Linked DNA regions of Sus scrofa: regions 2 and 3 are each linked to region 1. A link is a contact called in public HiChIP or PLAC-seq data. All regions are on one chromosome and are shown on one strand. Each heading gives the region's core, a stretch centred on a gene start, on an enhancer-like site or on the middle of the called end of the contact. The rest is flanking DNA. Distances are from core to core; before and after follow the strand shown.

Region 1 (3,961 bases), core at 1,349-3,848:
GAGAGTCTCTAGTTCCATCCATATTGCTACAGATGGCATTATTTTTTTCTTTCCTATGACTGAGTACTATTCCATTGTGTATATATACACCACATCTTCCTAATCCAGTCATCTCTCAGTTGACATTTAAGTTGTTTCCATGTCTTGGCTATTGTGAATAGTGCTGCAATGAACATGCATGTGCATGTGTCTTTTTCAAGGAAAATTTTGTCTGGATATATGCCCAAGAGTGGGATTTGCTGGGTCATATGGTAGTTCTATGTATAGTGTTCTAAGGTGCCTCCATACTGTTTTCCATAGTGGTTGTACCAATTTACATTCCCACCAACAGTGCAGGAGGGTTCCCTTTTCTCCACACCCCATCCAGCATTTGTTATTTGTGGACTTATTAATGATGGCCATTCTGACTGGTGTGAGGTGATACCTCATGGTAGTTTTGATGTGCATTTCTCTAATAAGCAGGGATGTTGAGCATTTTTTCATGTGCTTGTAGGCCATCTTTATATCTTCTTTGGAGAAGTGTCTATTGAGGTCTTTTGCCCGTTTTTCCATGGGGTTGTTGGCTTTTTTGCTGTTGAGTTGTATAAGTTTTTTTTGTATTCTAGAGATTAAGCCCTTGTCAGTTGCATCATTTGACACTATTTTCTCCCATTCTGTAAGTTGTTTTTTTGTTTTTCTCATGGTTTCCTTTGCTGTGGAAAATCTTGTCAGTTTGATTAGGTCCCATGGGTTTATTTTTGCTCTAATTTCTATTGCTTTGGGAGACTGATCTGAGAAAACATTTGTAAGGCTGTTATCAGAGTATGTTTTGCCTATGTTCTCTTCTAGGAGTTTGGTGGTGTCTTGTCTTACACATTTAAGTGTTTAAGCCATTTTGAGTTTATTTTTGTGCATGGTGTGAGGGGTGTGTTCCAGTTTCCTTGATTTACATGCAGCTGTCCAGTTTTCACAGCACCACTTAGTGAAAAAACTGTCTTTTTCCCACTTTATATTCTTGCCTCCTTTTTCGATGATTAATTGACCGTAGGTGTCTGGGTTTATTTCTGGGTTCTCTATTCTGTTCCACTGATCTGTACATCTGTTTGGTACCAGTACCACTCTGTCCTGATGACCGTGGCTTTGTAATATTGCCTGAAGTCTGGGAGAGTCATACCTGCTTATTGGTTTTTGTTCCTCAGGATTGCTTTGGCAATTCTGGGTCTTTTGTGGTTCCATAGACATTTTTGGATTGTTTGTTCTAGTGCTGTGAAAAATGTCATGGGTAATTGGATAGGGATTGCACTGAATCTGTAGATTGCTTTGGGTGGTATGGCCTTTTTACAATATTCATTTTTCCAACCCAAGAGCATGGACTATCTTTCCATTTCTTTGCATCCTCTTTTAATTTGTTTCATTAATGTTTTATAGTTCTTGGCATATAAATCTTTAACCTCCTTGGTCAGGTGTATTCCCAGGTATTTGGTTTTTTGGCGGTGCAATTTTAAAAGTATCATGTTTTTGTACTCCTTTTCTAATACTTCCTTAACCCACTGAGCAAGGCCAGGGATCAAACCCACAACCTCATGGTTCCTAGTTGGATTCATTAACCACTGAGCCAAGACAGGAACTCTGAACTGAATATATCTTGAGCCTGGAAAATAATGATATTTCAAAGACCATAATGCTCATTAAGAATTCAGGACTTTTAAAGTCAGTTGTATTTCGATGAAATTAAAATAAATAAATAAAAAGTTATTTGTATGTATCACCTTGAAAAAAAAAAGAATTTAGGACTTTAAGGTGAATGATATGTATCTACCATTATGGTGTCATACAAAGTTGTTTCACTGCCCTAATTATTTTCTGTGCTCCACCTATTCATCTTTCCCTCCCACCTCCTCCCAGTAACCACTGACCCTTCTACTGTCTCAATAGTTTTGCCTTATCTAGAATGTCTTGTAGTTGGAGTCACATAGTATGTAAGGTTCTCAGATTGGCTTCTTTCACATTTTAATATGCATTAGTTTCCTCTGCCTATGTGTTATTTAAAACTGGGAAAATATATGAAATATATATATACATATATTTTAAAGGACACTCTTTAGGTGGCTGTTTTTCTCTCTGTAAGGTGGCTACTGGTCTGGTTTTGCCGAAAACAAGGTGTCAAGCTAGAACTATTTGAACCATCAGGCCAAGCCCCCTCTGAAGGAGTTTGCAAAGTTGTTGTCAGAAAAAAGCAAGCCAGAGGGAAAATCAAGCCTGCTGGTAAATGAGATGGGTGTGCAATCAAAGCTAATTTGAGAAGATCTATTTTTAGAAGAGTTTATCATGCTCAAGAAGACTGGGTGAATGGCAGTGCTTTACTGAGAATAATTGCAGAGCCTGCATGACAAGAGCCTAGAGGAAGACCTATGGAGATTTTAGATCCTCCAGAAAACCAGATGGTATACCCTTGGAGGAATACATTGCAGCAATGTTAAATTGTGATACATGGTGGCAGCTACAACATGATATTTTAGGCTCTCTTACAAGGTCACAGATAGGGAGAAGTTGTGCCTGCCTTTGTCACATGCTCCTCTTCAAGGGCAGTTGGGTTAGGCTAGGCAGAAGAGGAAGAAGTCTAGGTGTTTTCCAGTACCCCCTCCAGTCCCTTCCAGGAAACTGAAAGTGACCTCAGCTCTCCATGTAGCTGGAAACTTTTTTAGTTTCTGAAACTCATTTCCAGTTCTTTGGCCCACATCTCTGACAACTTGGCCTATTGACTCCCTGGATCTCTTGTGTTATCTTTTCTCTCCTCGGGTCCTTCTTCAGCCCTCAGTCCTGTCTTCCTCCCTATTCTCCCCTTGTCCCACACACAAGGGTTGTGCAGAGGAGCTGCTGGCTTGTGCTTTTATCTTATCACTCCCTCACAGGAGCTCAGAAGAAGGAACTATCAGTCGATCTTTAGAGGTGCCCTCTGCTGGTTGGCAATGCAGCATCAAAATTAATGTCTGAAAATAGAGTTTCTTCATTTGTTTAATATAAATTAGCGGTGGAAACACTAGTGGGTAGAATAGACTGCAGAAGAAAATGTTGTTATAAATTGTAAAAGCTTCTAAGTGCCATTGATTTGTGTTTGGTTTACTGTGGCATGCAATGGAGCAGTGGTTCTCAACCAACAGGTGATTTTGACCTCAAGGAGGTATCTTTGGTGATGTCTGGAAACATTTTCATTCTCACAGCTTGGGGTGGGAGCGTGCTACTGGAATGGGATGGGTAGCAAAAGATGCCATTTAGCATCCTACAGTACACAGGAGAGACCTCACGCATACCACTAAAGTGGACCTAACTTAGGTATATCTGAGAAAGCTGAAATTAGACTAATAGGGTTTGGGGATTTGAAGCAATTTTTAAAGATTAGTCGAGTCATTCTCAACCTTGAATGTCCACCTAGCAAAGCTTTAAAATACTGACACTTGAATCACAATTTCTGGTTTCAGTATGGCCTGGGCATAAGGATTTTTAAATCTCCCCAGCTTTTTTTTTAATATTCAGCCAAAATTGAGAACCATCGATGTAGTCCAAACTCTTTTTTTGGTCTTTTTAGGGCGGCACCCATGGCATATGGAGGTTCCCAGGCTAGGGGTCTAATCGGAGCTGTAGGTGCCAGCCACAGCCACAGCAATGCCAGATCCAAACCACATCTGCAACCTACACCACAGCTCATGGCAACGCTGAATCCTTAATCCACTGATCGAGGCCAGGGATCAAACCCACAACCTCATGGTTGCTAGTTGGATTCTCTTCCACTGCACCATGATGGGAACTCCCAAACTCTCATTTTTTTGAATGAGGCATCAGGCCCTGAGAGATAAGATCTCAGTGTACAAAGTGGACCAACTAGACTCATACAGTGTCTTGAGGAAAAGAAGATAACGTGACATTACTTTGACTACACACCACATTTGAAAAGCAAAAATTGTAAAAATATCTTATCACTTTT
Region 2 (3,932 bases), core at 1,257-3,756, 140 kb before region 1:
TAAGCTAATTCCTTATTTAGCTCAGGAATATGCAATTTGGGCAGGTCTCAGTGAGGGTAGCTCATCTGTGCTCCTATGGTATCAGTTAGGGTGACTCCAAAGATTTGTAAGAGGCCGGCTGGGGACTAGAATCATCTGAAAGCTCCCTCAACTCACGTCTGGCAGTTGATGCCGTCAGCTGGAACAACTGCCACTCTCTTTCTGTGCGGTCTCTCTGGCATGGCAGCTTCATGGTCGGCAGACTTCTTATTCAGGGTTCCAAAGATACAACAAGAGAGAGAGACAGACAGACAGTGACAAAGAGGCAGAAGTAGTTTTTATTCTGGTTCTGCCATTGACCAGCTAAGTCACTTTATGCAAGTCTTTTATTCTCTCTACACCTCAGTTCTCAAATATTAAAAATCAGGATTTATACTGGAGTACTTCAGAAGAAGACCTGATGCTATAATTTGAGTGAAATTAGTTTATAGTAATTAATCCCAGGAAATATCAGAAGGGAGCTAGGAAGGATACAGGGAAGGGAAGGAAGCCAGTAAAAGGTACTTAATGAGGCAAGTAACTCCTGTCGGCAACTGGAGCTTAAAACCTCTAGGGAATCATGATGCAAAATAATATTTTAAAAATGAATGTATACGTATATGATTGAGTCACTTTGCTGTATAGCAGAAATTGGCACAATATCATAAATCAACTATACCTTAATTAAAAAAAAAAAAACTTCTGGGGAAACGCTGTAGAATCTAAGTCTCAGAGCTATCTCACCAAGGGTTTGGGGAGCTGGAATCCATCAACTCCTCAATTCACTGAGGATTCTAGGGCGTGGGACATTAATTCTCCAGCACCCCTGGCCTACTGAGTTCCACCCAAGTGGGAAAAACACTCAAAGAGATATAACTGCTATTGAAAGAAAATTAAGCAGGTTTGCACTGAAAGTAGTAAGAGTTGAAGAATACAAAGAAGGCATCAACAGGGTTTGCTACAGATGATATTAGTGGCTTTTCAAAGTTGTTGAGTAATTGAAATGAGATGATATACAAAAAATCCACCTGGTGTGATGGCTCCTCTCCTTGCTTTGGTATCCCCCACAGCAGGATTCAAGGGAGGCCTCAGAGGTCTTGGAACTTTCAACTCTATTTCCTAAAAATTAGTCTCAGTAAATGTCAGTAGGGAGTTCCTGTTGTGGCTCAGCAGGTTAATAACTTGACTACTATCCCTGAGGGTGCGGGTTGATCCCTGGCCTCTCTCACTGGGTTAAGGATCTGGTGTTGCCGCAGTGTGGCTGTGGCGTAGGTCAAAGATGTGGCTTGGATCCAGTGTTGCTGTGGCGTAGGTCTTAGGCTGCAGCTCTGATTCAACCCCTAGCCTGAGAACTTCCATATGCCACTCTGAGTACAGCCCTAAAAAGATTACACAAAAAAATGGCAATAATGTAAATGGATTACCTACCTCCCTCAGTGGATTTCAGGGCTGATTCTGTTAAATTCTAATAACCTGTCACCCTATAAGAGCTTAGATCTCTCAGTGGATTCCTTGTAGCTGAATCTTATCCACATAGGGCTAGCTACCTTCTTTAATCTTACTCAAGCTCCCACCCCTTCCAGAGCTCCTTTACCTCCATGTATTCTGGAACTCATGATCTGGTGATATTATCCAAGAATGGCTGCAAGCCAACGTTATTGTGGTAACAGATGCTTAACTTTGTAGTCATTTGTTAACTGCATATCACTGAAGATTTTTGAGCAGAGAAGGGACATAATCCAATCTTTGGGAAGATTTTGGTGTGCAGGAGTAGAAGAGGTGCGTGTTTGTGTAAGTTGTATAACTACTCATTTTGAGGCATGTGGCATGGGAGGACCTGACTTGGCAGTAAGGGCAGTGACTGCAAAGGAAGAGACCGCTGTGAAAGAGGCAAAGCTTGGTGTCTCATAAGCAATGGCCAGGTGTCGGAAGACTCGGGTCCAGTGCATGCTGGCAGTGTCAGCCTTGCAATGTTTCTCGAATCTTTTCGCATGTGCAGGTCGGGAATGGTAGTACCTCGTAGGGTTATAGCGGGGAGTGAGGGGACGGCCGCTGGCTGGGCAATCAGTACGGTGTTTGCAACAGGGTAAAGCGCGCCAATCCTGTTTTCTTCTGTGTTAAGAAAACGGCGGAGATAATACCATCCACATCCCAGAGATTGCCGTAAATGGTGATGCTAAATACCAGGTACGAAGTAGGCACTCAAGCCCAGTTGGTCGCCTCCCATTGCCCCCACGCCGGGAGACACCCTCGGAGACTGGCGGGGTAGGCGAGCTCCCTTGCGTAGGCTCACTGGCCAGCCTAGCGCGCTCCTCCCGCGGAGCACTGTTGCTGGGGCCCCGGCAACGCCCAGCCCCAACACAAGCCAATAGTAGCAGGGCCCGGGCACCGCCCAGCTGCAAAACGGGCCAATAGCTGCGCGGCGTGGGCACCGCCCTGATCCAGCACGGGCCAATAGCAGTGTGGCCCGGTTCGGGGGGCCGCCCCCAGCGGGGATGGGAGGCGGAGAGGCGGTCACCCGCTCCGCCCCACTCCCCTCTGACCCGGTGTCTCGTCTCTCTGTCTTCCTGTTCCAAACCACGTGGACGCGCCGGGGGCTGCGGGGGCTGCGGGAGGGAACCTGGGCCGCCACAGCAGCTGTCGGCGCCACCCCAAGAGTCAAGACCCTCGCGCCCGTCCAAAGTCGCCTCGCCCCGGCCGCCCGCTCCTTTGCGGAGAGCGTGCACATGGCGACCCAGGCGCACTCCCTCAGCTACACGGGCTGCAACTTCTTGCGCCAGCGTCTGGTCCTGTCCACTTTGAGCGGGCGCCCCGTCAAAATCCGAAAGATTCGGGCCAGAGACGACAACCCAGGCCTTCGAGGTAACTCCGGGGTTGGGGAGCGCTAGGGGTGGGCGCTGAGCTGAAGAGAGACGGCGCTAATGCCCAGGGGGCCGGTGCGCGGGGAGCCTCGGGATCCTACGGGCGCGTGGGGGAGGGCTCATGGTTTGTACCCTCCACCCCCACCCCCGCACCGGAACGCGCGAGAGGCTGTGCGGGAGGAGGGGTTGAGCCCTGAGGGGTGCGCTCAGCTGCGCTCTGTGCTCGGTGGCGTCTACCCGCGCTGGTAGTAAACAGCTACACGTTTTCCCAGGTTTACGTGTCGCAGCAGATCCCAGGCATCGCCCCCTCACTTGTCTTCAGTCGGTCTTGCTCAGCCATAAATCTTTAAAGGAGAGAAGCAGTTTGTTGGAACGAAATGTGGTGAATGGGCAGATGTAAAGATGGAGAGAGATTTGGAGAGAAAAGTACCACTGATTGGTTCCGTCCTCTGTCCCAAAACAGGTCTCAGAAGCAGCTACCCCCTTGGATACTGGCTGTCCCTGTCGCCATGATTTCTCGGCTGCCCTCACACATCTTGGGTGTGGATTAAAGAATTTTAGAAAATTCTTTGTTTTCAGCCGCGATTGAGATTGATGTGTGCAGGACAAGAGCTTTGAAATAAATTTTTTAACAGTCATGGGCCTAATTGCCTTGACTTTAGTAAAGGGTTGGTGACAAGCGCTAAACTACAGGCTTCCAAGCTATTTTTGCCCTACAAAGATAGATGAAAAATAAGGCCCCATTTAAACCCACATCAAGGTTAATGGCTCCGAGTTTTATCTGGTCCCCTGGAATGACACATATATTTAAAAGCTTCTGCCTGGTTATCCCAAATTGGTAAAATCAGTTAAAGCAAAAAAGGAAAAAACAAAACAAAACCTATCTGCAAATTGAAGGAAGAGAGGGCTTATTTTTGGTCCTGCAAGCTTTCTGGATCCTGTTGATGTGTTTGATTTTGTATTGGTCCCTGCATATTTCATCATCTCTCTGAATGCATTTTCTGGACGTTTATGTTTCTCCCTCTCTTAAATGCTGATTAGTTGCACATAAGG
Region 3 (4,209 bases), core at 199-2,698, 170 kb before region 1:
TTCTTTTAATCTTTGAACTTCAAACGCGTCCTACCTTTCTAGTTCCGCCCCTCAATAACCCGCCTGAAGCTGTCCGTAGAGACCAAAGGTTCGGGGAGCAGTCGCTCAGAAGCGGGAGGTCTCCCTACTGGGCGGCAATTGGAAGATGCTGCGCCCATACCCCAGACCCCCATACCCCAGACCCACATTCCCGGGACCCACTTCTCCGCCCCTGTCCCTCCACCCACAAATCCCACCCAGGCGACCGTGAACCGCTGCCCTTCCCGCCCCGGCTCCCACCTGTGCCCCGAAGCATATTGTCTCGGAGCAGGTCCCCACTGGAGAGGTGCTTCAGCTCGAAGTGTTTGGTGATGCGCGAGGACACAGTGCCCTTGCCGGAGCCGGGCGCCCCCATGATCGCTGCGCGCAGTAACCGCGCAGACGCCCCCATGGCCGCAGAGAGAGGCCTGGGCTGCGCGAACGATGGGGATTCGGCCTGGCTACGCTCTCACCCGCTCGGTGGTCCGCGGCTGAGCAGCTGGCAGCGCTGCGAGCTGGCGTCGGCCTCAGCTCTCAGGCGAGCCCGGAAGTGAGGCGATAGGCAACCGAGCAGCCCCGCCCGCCTGCCCCCAGCGACTCGGGGCACCCCCTCCCCCTCGCCCGGCCCAGCCCCGCCCGCGCAAGTCGAGCGCAAGCCTCGCCCCCTCCGCGCTTCCTGTGAGACCTCTGTGGGCTCCTTCGCCGACCCGCGCGACCCACGTCCCTTAGCGCCTCCTCCCCACTCGCCGGCTTCCCTCTGCACCTCTTTTGCGCCTCCAGGCACCCCCCCCCCCGGCCCCTGAATACCCCCTACTTCCCTCAGGTCCTCACCTCGCACCTGTCAGTGCCTTGCCCTGTCCTGCCCAGTCCCAGCCGGGGAGACCTCGTCCGGTTCCTCGCACACTTGGCCACTCCTCCCGCGTCCCCTTCTGAACCCTGGGCCCCGCTCTGCGCCCCTTGGTTACTGGATATCATCCTTACCTGCCCCCCGCCTGACACCCTTGACGCACCTTTCACGCCGTGCCCAGTGCTGCCGAGTCCCAGAGAGAGGGTCTACCGTGCCGCCCGTCAGGTGCCCTTCCCAACTCCAGCCCCCTCCCCCGCGCGACCCCTACTTGCGGCCCCCTCGCCACCACTGCCCCTGGGTTCTCAGAGTCATCAAACGCTCCCCTTCTCCCCGCCCCCAGCCTGCAGATTTCTCCCTTCCCTTCTCTTCCTCAGTTGCCCTGCGACTCTTCTCCCTGGCTTTCTCGAGCTAATTTTTAAGGTACGTTTATCATAGTGGGTAGAATCACAGTGGGTGACAATGAGCCGATAGGGCCTTCCTCTTCATTTCCCACGAGAGGAATCTAAGTTGAAATTGAGTGAGGTGCTCCATGTCATAGGTCTATTGAGGGGTGTCTCTTACCTCCTAGGACCACACTTTGGGATTCAAAAGTAGTTGTTGCTTGCACTCAGCTGAGCTTGAAAGTATTGGCTCTTCCACAGGCTCCATTTTTTGCCTGTGGCAATACACTGATTACATAAATATTTTTTCAGTAAAATGTCTGCTCCTTAGAATTGAAAGTTTAGTGGTTGAGGCAGATCGTAACAAGGAAACAGAAATATTTGAAGGATAATTTGAGCTCATACTCCGAACAAAACAAAACAATGTGTGGAGATGGTCAGTAAAGCTTTGAAGAAATGGCATTTGCTCTCAGCACTAAATGGGAAGGTGGAGGGAAAGAGACAAAGGCAAGGGGAAAAAACCCTAGAGATGGAATATTTGGTGTGTTCCAGGAAGAGAAACACAAGGCAAAAAAATTGAACCTATTTCCTCTGTAAAATGGGCATGGAAGTTGTTAAAACTGTGTAAAGTACAATGCCAGCTGCAGGGTAGTGTTCAATATTACGTTAAAGTTACCCATCATTGCTATCATTTCTCTGTGTCAGGACATTATACTAAGGCAGAGAGAAGGCTCTGTGAAAAATAAACAAGTGCCACCTTCCTCAGAAGTTACCAAACGTGTGGCCCCAAACTGCTTTTCAATTTAAAAGATAGAAATTATTTCAGAGAGAGGTGGTAAGGGAAAGTGTGCTCCCCAGTGAACCTGAGCTTGGTGAATGGGTGGGGGGATTTAATAGGTAGACAGTGCTGTAGTTGGAAAGATATTTAGTAGCTCGTACATATTTTATTACTAGGAGAGAATGAAGATGAATTAACATTCAACTCATGTAATTAGAAAAAAAAGATTAAAAAAAATAATAACCCATGGAAAACAGGAAGGGATTAAGCAAAGAAAAAGAACATAAATGAAAGTACCAGAAAACTTAAGGAACAGAACTAACAAAAGAATGAAAAAGTCTGGACAAGTAGAAGTTACGAAACACCGGAGAACCTGAAGGTGTGTAGAGAGTCCTAATTTCCAAAGCCAGGAACATTTGAGGGTTTGGCTGCAAAGAGATCTGAAAGAAAATCCTGGGAGATATTTAGCTTAGAAAGAAAACAAACAACTGAGAAATCATTCTGTCATAGGGGAGGAAAAGCTGAGTGTTGTGGTCATATCACCAGGCCCCACAGAGCTGCAGCTTTGCTAAAGTTTGTTGATTATGACCGAGAAATGAATAAGTAACTGCCAGACTGAGAAATCTCTTGGCAACTGAGCTTAGCGCAGTCATTTGGCTGTGCACACACATTCGTTTGGGCTGGTTCTTCCCCCTTCAACTTGCCCTAGTGGTAAACACACTGAGCTCAAACTAAACATTAATACATTGGGAAGGGTGAATCAAAAAGAGATTTATGAAGTGCTCATATGTTGGGGCTTGCCCTCTAACACTCCTGCAGAGGCCCGGATCTGAAGAAGTCTGAGAGAAGACCATGGGGAGAGAGGCCCAGCGGTCCCATTTGGTCCAGCCATTCCAGCTGAGCTGTCAGTTGTAGCCATGGGAGCGAATCCAGGGGTAGGTGGATTAGAGAGTGGAGAAAGAATTTCTCCCTGAGCTGCACTAGAAAAACAGAACTGTCATTAACTGAGATTGGAAAGACTATAGGAGAAACAGGTTTGGGGAGAACATTAGCATTGTTTTGGGTAAGTTAAATTGAAGATGCCTTTGGGACATCCAGAGGAGCTGATAAGGAAGCAGTTAAATGTACAATTTTTTTTTTTTTTTTCTTTTTAGGGCCACACTTGCGGCATATAGAAGTTCCCAGGCTAGGGGTCAAATTGGAGTTGCAGCTGCCGGTTTACACCACAACCACAGCAATGCTGGATCCAAGTGGTGGCATCTGTAACCCATGCCACAGCTCATGGAAATGCCAGACCCTTAACCCATTAACTGAGGCATGGGATTGAACCCGAGTCCTAATGGATAGTAGTCAGGTTGGTTATTGCTGAACCACAGTGGGAACTCCAGATGTACAAATTTTGAGTACATAGTAGAGATCCTGGCTGAAGATATAAAATTTGGGAGTTGTTGATAAATTTAAATTAATGAGATAGTACAAAGTCACTTCGGGAGTGAGTTTAGATGAGACGAGAAGAGGTCTGAAATCTGAGTTCAGGGGTTCACCAGCATTAAGACAATGAGGAGGAAACACTGAAAGAGCCCAAAGAGGAGAGGCAAGTTAGGAAAAGAACAGGTGAATGTGGTATTTTGCAAGTTGATGTTTCAAGAAAGTGGGAGTGATTAAATGAATCAAGTTCTGCTGATAGGACTGAGAACTGATTACAACTATTTCTATTTTTTTTAATCATTTTTTGGGAGTTCCCTTCGTGGCTCAGCAGTTAACCAACCTAACTAGGATCTATGAGGATGTGGGTCTGATCCCAGGCCTCACTCAGTGGGTTAAGGATCTAGTGTTGCCATGAGCTGTGGTGTAGTTTGCAGACGTGGCTCAGATCCTGAGTTGCTGTGGCTGTGGCGTAGGCTGGCAGCTGTAGTTCTGATTCGACCTCTAGTCTGGGAACTTCCATATGCCGCAAGTGTGGCCCTCAAAAAAAAAAAAAGTCATTTTTCATTTACAGTATATAGATGAAAAAATAAGATAGTTTTGCCACAAATACCATAGTGATTCAGCAACTGAATTAGTAATTTCAAAAAATGTTAGATGAAATACTGAATACTTACTCTGAGAGGGAACTTCTGAGAGCAGAATTCAAACTCTCCAGAAAAAGGATATCAGGGGAAAAAGAAAGAGAAGATCTAGACGAA

Evidence for each region. HiChIP or PLAC-seq counts read pairs in DNA pulled down with a chosen protein or histone mark.
Region 2: a contact with region 1 is called in an H3K27ac HiChIP or PLAC-seq map of alveolar macrophages. The contact joins the promoter of RCL1 here to the enhancer-like site in region 1. A contact is called at or near these places in 2 of 5 promoter capture datasets (fetal liver and liver), 5 of 47 Hi-C or Micro-C datasets (liver, mesenteric adipose tissue, omental adipose tissue and 1 more) and 2 of 2 datasets of contacts at active chromatin or transcription factors (alveolar macrophages and skeletal muscle).
Region 3: an H3K27ac HiChIP or PLAC-seq map of alveolar macrophages shows a contact between it and region 1. The contact joins the promoter of AK3 here to the enhancer-like site in region 1. A contact is called at or near these places in 1 of 5 promoter capture datasets (liver), 12 of 47 Hi-C or Micro-C datasets (alveolar macrophages, embryonic fibroblasts, fetal liver and 7 more) and 1 of 2 datasets of contacts at active chromatin or transcription factors (alveolar macrophages).

What each region holds. Positions count from the first base shown.
Region 1 is chr1:217,067,083-217,071,043 of Sscrofa11.1, reverse strand. No RefSeq gene overlaps it. Among named protein-coding and RNA genes, the nearest start is that of JAK2, 67 kb to the right of the region's middle. Within about 2 kb of position 2,598, at least 8 of the 83 cell types and tissues checked have an H3K27ac peak or open chromatin away from gene starts, as enhancers often do. A contact at or near this core is called in alveolar macrophages, fetal liver and skeletal muscle, where this site is marked.
Region 2 is chr1:217,203,534-217,207,465 of Sscrofa11.1, reverse strand. RCL1 (RNA 3'-terminal phosphate cyclase-like protein) reads left to right here and starts at 2,506. Exons shown (of 9, transcript XM_001926437.4): 1 at 2,506-2,880. The coding sequence starts at 2,514.
Region 3 is chr1:217,233,800-217,238,008 of Sscrofa11.1, reverse strand. It overlaps AK3 (GTP:AMP phosphotransferase AK3, mitochondrial), which reads right to left and starts at 1,448. Exons shown (of 5, transcript XM_021064132.1): 1 at 1,427-1,448. It overlaps LOC106509181 (a long non-coding RNA gene), which reads left to right and starts at 988. Exons shown (of 4, transcript XR_001306485.2): 1 at 988-1,285; 2 at 2,843-2,958.